Regions from separate parts of the Mus musculus genome. Here region 2 is linked to region 1. Evidence: chromatin contacts called from public HiChIP or PLAC-seq data. All regions are on one chromosome and are shown on one strand. The core of a region is the stretch at or near the end of the contact, and the rest is flanking DNA. Distances in the headings are between cores, read along the strand shown. Region 1 holds the start of Gng4 (guanine nucleotide binding protein (G protein), gamma 4). Region 2 overlaps Gng4 (guanine nucleotide binding protein (G protein), gamma 4).

The links. HiChIP or PLAC-seq counts read pairs in DNA pulled down with a chosen protein or histone mark.
Region 2: a contact with region 1 is called in an H3K4me3 HiChIP or PLAC-seq map of the 230-238 cell line, with 17 read pairs. The contact joins the enhancer-like site here to the promoter of Gng4 in region 1. A contact is called at or near these places in 2 of 39 promoter capture datasets (cranial neural crest and macrophages), 2 of 15 datasets of contacts at CTCF or cohesin (the G1E-ER4 cell line and large pre-B cells), 5 of 484 Hi-C or Micro-C datasets (cortical neurons, embryonic stem cells, large pre-B cells and 2 more), 4 of 115 datasets of contacts at active chromatin or transcription factors (the 230-238 cell line, VIP interneurons and embryonic stem cells) and 2 of 9 other capture datasets (embryonic stem cells and liver).

Annotation. Positions count from the first base shown.
Region 1 is chr13:13,783,000-13,785,606 of GRCm38.p6, reverse strand. It overlaps Gng4 (guanine nucleotide binding protein (G protein), gamma 4), which reads right to left and starts at 1,300. Exons shown (of 4, transcript NM_010317.3): 1 at 964-1,300.
Region 2 is chr13:13,826,781-13,829,387 of GRCm38.p6, reverse strand. Gng4 (guanine nucleotide binding protein (G protein), gamma 4) reads right to left here. Exons shown (of 4, transcript NM_010317.3): 4 at 1,493-2,607. Among named protein-coding and RNA genes, the nearest start is that of Gng4, 44 kb to the right of the region's middle. Within about 2 kb of position 1,282, at least 16 of the 459 cell types and tissues checked have an H3K27ac peak or open chromatin away from gene starts, as enhancers often do. A contact at or near this core is called in the 230-238 cell line, where this site is marked.

The DNA.
Region 1 (2,607 bases), core at 51-2,550:
CAGCCTTGGGGGCCATCACACCTCGCTTTGGAGCAGACGGCAGGAGTGACGCTTTTTCACCGGAACCCTAGCACGGTCTCGCAGACTTGCTCTGGCTGAAACGCCGGCCTGTCTGCTGCCAGCCTTTTACAGACCCCGGAGGCCTGGGAAGCGAGGACGGGATTTATCTATCACTGGATCAAACTTTCACATTTGCAAGTACCCTCGCTCACATCTTAGCTCAAAATACACGACAAGAAGCAGACTAGTCTAAATGAAGGAGCCTTTTGCAGCCATAACTGGCATCTTGCCTCATTATTTCCCAGGAGACTAAAAATTAAAGCAAAGCTCGCTCTCCCAAAGCTATGCCCCGTGAGCTCAGCAGCGCGTTTCAGCACCTGCTTCGGGGACAGTCGCCATCGAGAGGGAGGGCACAAACTCGCCCAGGTCACCGTGCTCTTCCCTCTCTACCCCAGGCAGTTGTCCTGGCGTCGGGAAAGCAGAGAGCGTCTGCGAACCCCTGCCAAAACACTGCTCCAAACAAAATTATCAGTGGCCATGCCATCCATCTCCTGTGATCTTCTGCATGGTGGGGGGTGGGACGAGGGGGCGTCCTTTATGATCATGGCCAGCCATAAGGGACCTCTACGCCCCACTGATGAAGAAGAGTCCCATGAGGGCCTCGGCCCTCCTCGACCCCGGGGGATTCGGCTGTGTCCCCCGAGACTCGGGCTACCTGTGGACATTAGGGAGGCTTAGGCTGGAGGCGCCCCGCGGCCGTGCACCAAGCGGCCGCCACCACAACGAACCACAGGTCTTTGTGAAGCGTGCTGAGGCACCTCCAGGGAAGACCCAGGAGCTAGAATATCTCTTCAGTTCTGAGACTTTTAGATTTCGCCCAGGGTCTCTCGGAGCTGTCGGGGCCCGGACCGAGGTTCCCCGACGAGGCGCCGCGCCCTCCCGGGGGCCTCGGGCGCCACTTACCGCAGCCGGCGCGCAGCCGGCGCTGCTCAGACGCGGGCTGGGTCCCCGGCGCGGCGCTCGACGGGGTTGGCCAGGCCAAGCGGCATCGCTCGCCCCGGGCTCAGTGAAAGCGCGCCCCGCGTCGCCACCCGCGGGGTCCCGGACCACAGAAGACCCTGCGCGTCTGGGGAGAAAAGGGGGCGCGGCACGGAGCACAAGCCACAGCAAAGCCACCCGCAAGCGGGACCTCGGGTCTGCGCAGTGGGCCCACTGGGTGCAAGACGGTGACCCCCCAACCCTCGCCTGCTGCGCCACGCTGGCCGCACCCACTCCTTCGCAGCAGGTCTCCTCCCGCGCCGGGAGGGGCCGGGAAATCCCGCCCGCCGCCGCCGACGTCACTGGTGCGTCACTGGGGCTCCCACTCCGGGCTCCGCGCGCCCCAAATCCCGGGCCTCACCCAAACCCGCCCTCCCGGGGAGTGCGCAGCCTTGGAGGGTTTATGGCTCGAGGCAGATCCCCAAGTGCAGAGTGGGGACGGCCAGCTCAGGGTACTTCACCTGGGGACACCTAGGGTGCCTCACGCCGAGGAAGGTGGGCGCTGTTAGCGCAGATGCTGAACATCTGGAAATGCGCACCAATCTTACGCAGACGTCGCTAAGCAACGCGGGCAAGACCGCCACCCGGCCAGGCTTGGCAGAACAGCTGCCTCCCAGCCAGTCACAAGGGTGTGAGTGGACAGCAAGGAACTGCTGCCACGGGGAATCCTGGCGACTCCCAACGGTGAGATGGTCATGGCCTGCCAAGCCTCGTCCTAATGGAACTGTGTTTTGTGAGTCTCATTGTAAACCGATGAATTACCAAACTCCTCTTCCTTGAGACGCAGCTTCAGCCACGTCTGTTTTTCAACTCAGGAAATAATACAAAGCCCTCTGAAGACAGAAGCAGAGAAAACATTTCAGGCAGTAAATGCATAAAGAAGGAGGAAACCGTATTACTTCTGTCTGAACACCACTGACAGATTTCTTGAAAATCTTCCTTCCTCCTGTTCACCTTCCCTAACTATCCCTGCAGAAAGTGACACTACACAGGGTGCCTTAGATTTTCGCATATCTATCTGACATGCCTCACAGTACCGTGGACAGAGGTGCACTTAGGCTGCTGAGTGAAACTGCCCAGAGAGGCTGGAAAGACGCAGTGGGGTGGGAAATCACACTGATTGTCTTCACAGTTCCCAGGAGTCCCTTTAGGCCTCAGAATTAAATGACGTCGCAATGATTTAGCCAGTAATATTCACAAGGCAGAGGCTGAGATCCTATAGTCACTACTGTTGAAAATTCAAGCAGCACACAATCGTGTCCACTATTTTTCCTCTTGGATTCACGTCTCCCCTGCAAGCCCTGGCTCGGTTGTACACTCTTTCCACAAACCAGCTGCAGGAAAGTTGACCTTAGGTTTCCTCTCACCAGAATTCTAACGAGTTGTGCCAACTGTTCAACTGCATGGCACTTCAATAGATAAACTCTCCGGTAGACTGGGTGGCTACTGGGACTCCTCCATTTCTCCCAGGCCCCTTCTTGTCAGACCAATATTCAGTCTCTAGGGCTCTGGAGGGAGTTGTATCCTTTTGGGCAGCCTCCTATACAAAGACCCTACCCTCTTCCAGGA
Region 2 (2,607 bases), core at 33-2,532, 44 kb before region 1:
ACTGTAGGAAAGGAGAAAGAAAAAAAAAAAAACCTAAAAACCAGAGTCTATGACTTCCTGGGATTTGCATGAGAGTGGGGGACAAATATTCCTTGGAAATTAGGAGAACAGATGCAGGACTGTCACATAGTGCCAGGAGAGCTTAGAAACAGATGTGGGCTGGTCAGAGAGGCCATATGACAGTGAGTGCAGTTACTGATCTTGAGTTGAGATCTGTAAAGTAACTGCCCTGGCACAGAGAAGCAGAGGATGCCCACATCAGGTCAGGCAACCTGTGTCAGCAAGGAACACAGCCAGTGAGATAGCCCTGTGTAGTGGCAGTGTGGAGGAGCACATGGCTTAGAGGAGCCTGGTGACAGGGCACTGTAGAGCAAGCAAACTGTTGGAGGTCACATCATGGCTCTGAAAAATCTTTGAAGTCATGGAGTTGGGACAATAGCCTATGTTTAATTACCACAAGAGGGTCTGAAAACGCCATAGGTTAGCAAAATGTTGTCACTGAGCCACCCACGCTCTCAGCCAGGAGTGTGAAGCCTGGCTTGACAGTAGCTCATCTACCACCACTGTGGCTCTGCGCACAGGAAGGAAGGGAAGGTGCTCATCCCAGGAGATGGGACTGGAAGTCAGAGTGCTCATGGTTTGGGGGGTGATCCTACCACCCAGAGGCTTAGGATAAATAAACACTATCCAAGCCTCTTCCACAGCCCTGTTCTCAAGCTCTCATTGTTTCACCTCAGGCTCCTGCAGTCACCACAGGACACCCCCCCCCCCACCACCTGTTGGTGTTCTCCCTCCCATGGCTCCTCAGTTGGGGTTAGGGTGCTGACAACTCCTGGTTTCCTCAGGCATGAAGCAGGAGCTCAGCATCAAAGACAAAATCCTTTGGACTTATGTGAGAGGGTCAGCAGGACACTGCTCTCTGATCACCCCAGGACTCTAGGAACAGAGCTGTGGGAGGGAACAGCAAAGGCCCTGGGAAACCCAGAGAAAGGAGTGAACTCTGAGACAGACATCCCAGGTTGGAGGTGGGGGAGCCCTCTGCTGGGAACAGAGAGAAAAAGAAGCTTGTAGCACCTGCTCTTCCAGCCAGTGTCAGCTCCCTGTCACCACAGGGCCTCATGGGATCTTGGTCTCTTGCTCCAAAGGTCACTATAATTATGAGTTTTCCTGGAAGGCCATCTTGTTCCTTCGTTCCTGAGAATGCAAGTGAGAAGGCAAGAGAGGCTGAGGATGTTGTCTCAGCCACTCAGTGGAAGTCACATGGTGTGACTTGCTGTTTGCCCACAAATCCCAGAGCATAGTGTTTGTGTGGGGAAGCACCTGTGTATGCCAGAAACCTGTTCTCCAGCTGGTGATTGTTGTCAAACACACTCTTAAAGTGTCCTACTAATAATGGGATTTAGTAATTTCATGGTAAGGACATCTAAGGAAGAGGCAAACATTGAACAAAGTACCAAAGGTGTGTGGGGGGCAATAGCAAAAGGATCCACAGTTGGTAATCACAAAGCCTGATGTTTTATTGAAGTATAACACACATACAGAAAAGCACCCAAAAGTGGACAGTTGGAGAACTTGCACAAACTAAACACATCAGGATGACCTACAGCTAGATCCAGAGACAGAACATTCCAGAAGCCTTTTGTGTCCCCTCTCTGTGGCCCCTTTGAGAATAATAGCTACTGTCCCTCCTTTAATCTGCTTGGGTTGGCCTGCCAGGCCTGTGCTGTATGGAAATGGAACTGTAGCTTGGACTTGCCTGCTCTTAGTCCCTCAAGCCAGCAAGATTCACACCAAGCTGTGGACAGAGCTGAGAATCCACTGCACAAATTACCCTCATCTGTTTATTCCTTTGGCATGGGTGTAAGGGGCTCCTTCTGGCTATGGTTACTGTAAGCAGTACTTCTCTAACACTCTAGTGCATTTCTTCTGATGATATGTACACATTTCTGTTGAGTACACACTCTGGCAGAGTTGTCTCCTCACAAAATATTCACATCCAAATGAGGAGACTTTGTGGAATAATGAGTTTACAAGGTTGATCACAAGACTCTGAGAATTAACAGAAATTCAGGAATAAGTCAGAAAGCTCAATGGGTCCAAGTGGTAGAGTGGCAGGGGTGGGGGTGAGGGAGGGGAATCTTCCCAGGACAGTTACTAGTGGACACGGCATCCACAGGAGAATGTAAGGAAGATGTGTGGGAAGGAGAGGCAGGAAAGCAGAGACAGTTTGGTAGGAGATTAAAGCACACTGTTCTCTTGACCTGATTTTGCTACTGCTGGTGCTGCCCCACTTCTTGACTTTTGTGGACTATGGTCTACTCTGTCGGTTGATGATGCCAACATGAGCCACAGAATAAAGAGATCTTCTTACAGCCCAACAAAACCAGAGTCTTAGCCTCTCATCTCGTGCCCAGTAGTGAAACTAAGAACAGCTTCCACCAAAGCTGCAAGAGAGGGTAGCAAGGCACAAACCCATCTAAAAATGATAGTCACCTCCTTGGAGGCCATTTTGCACTCCTCGTCTCAGAACCATGGTGTCTGTGAAATCATATACTCTCCACAGCATTATAGGCTGTCATCCAGCACATGTTGGCTTTCAAGGATAAT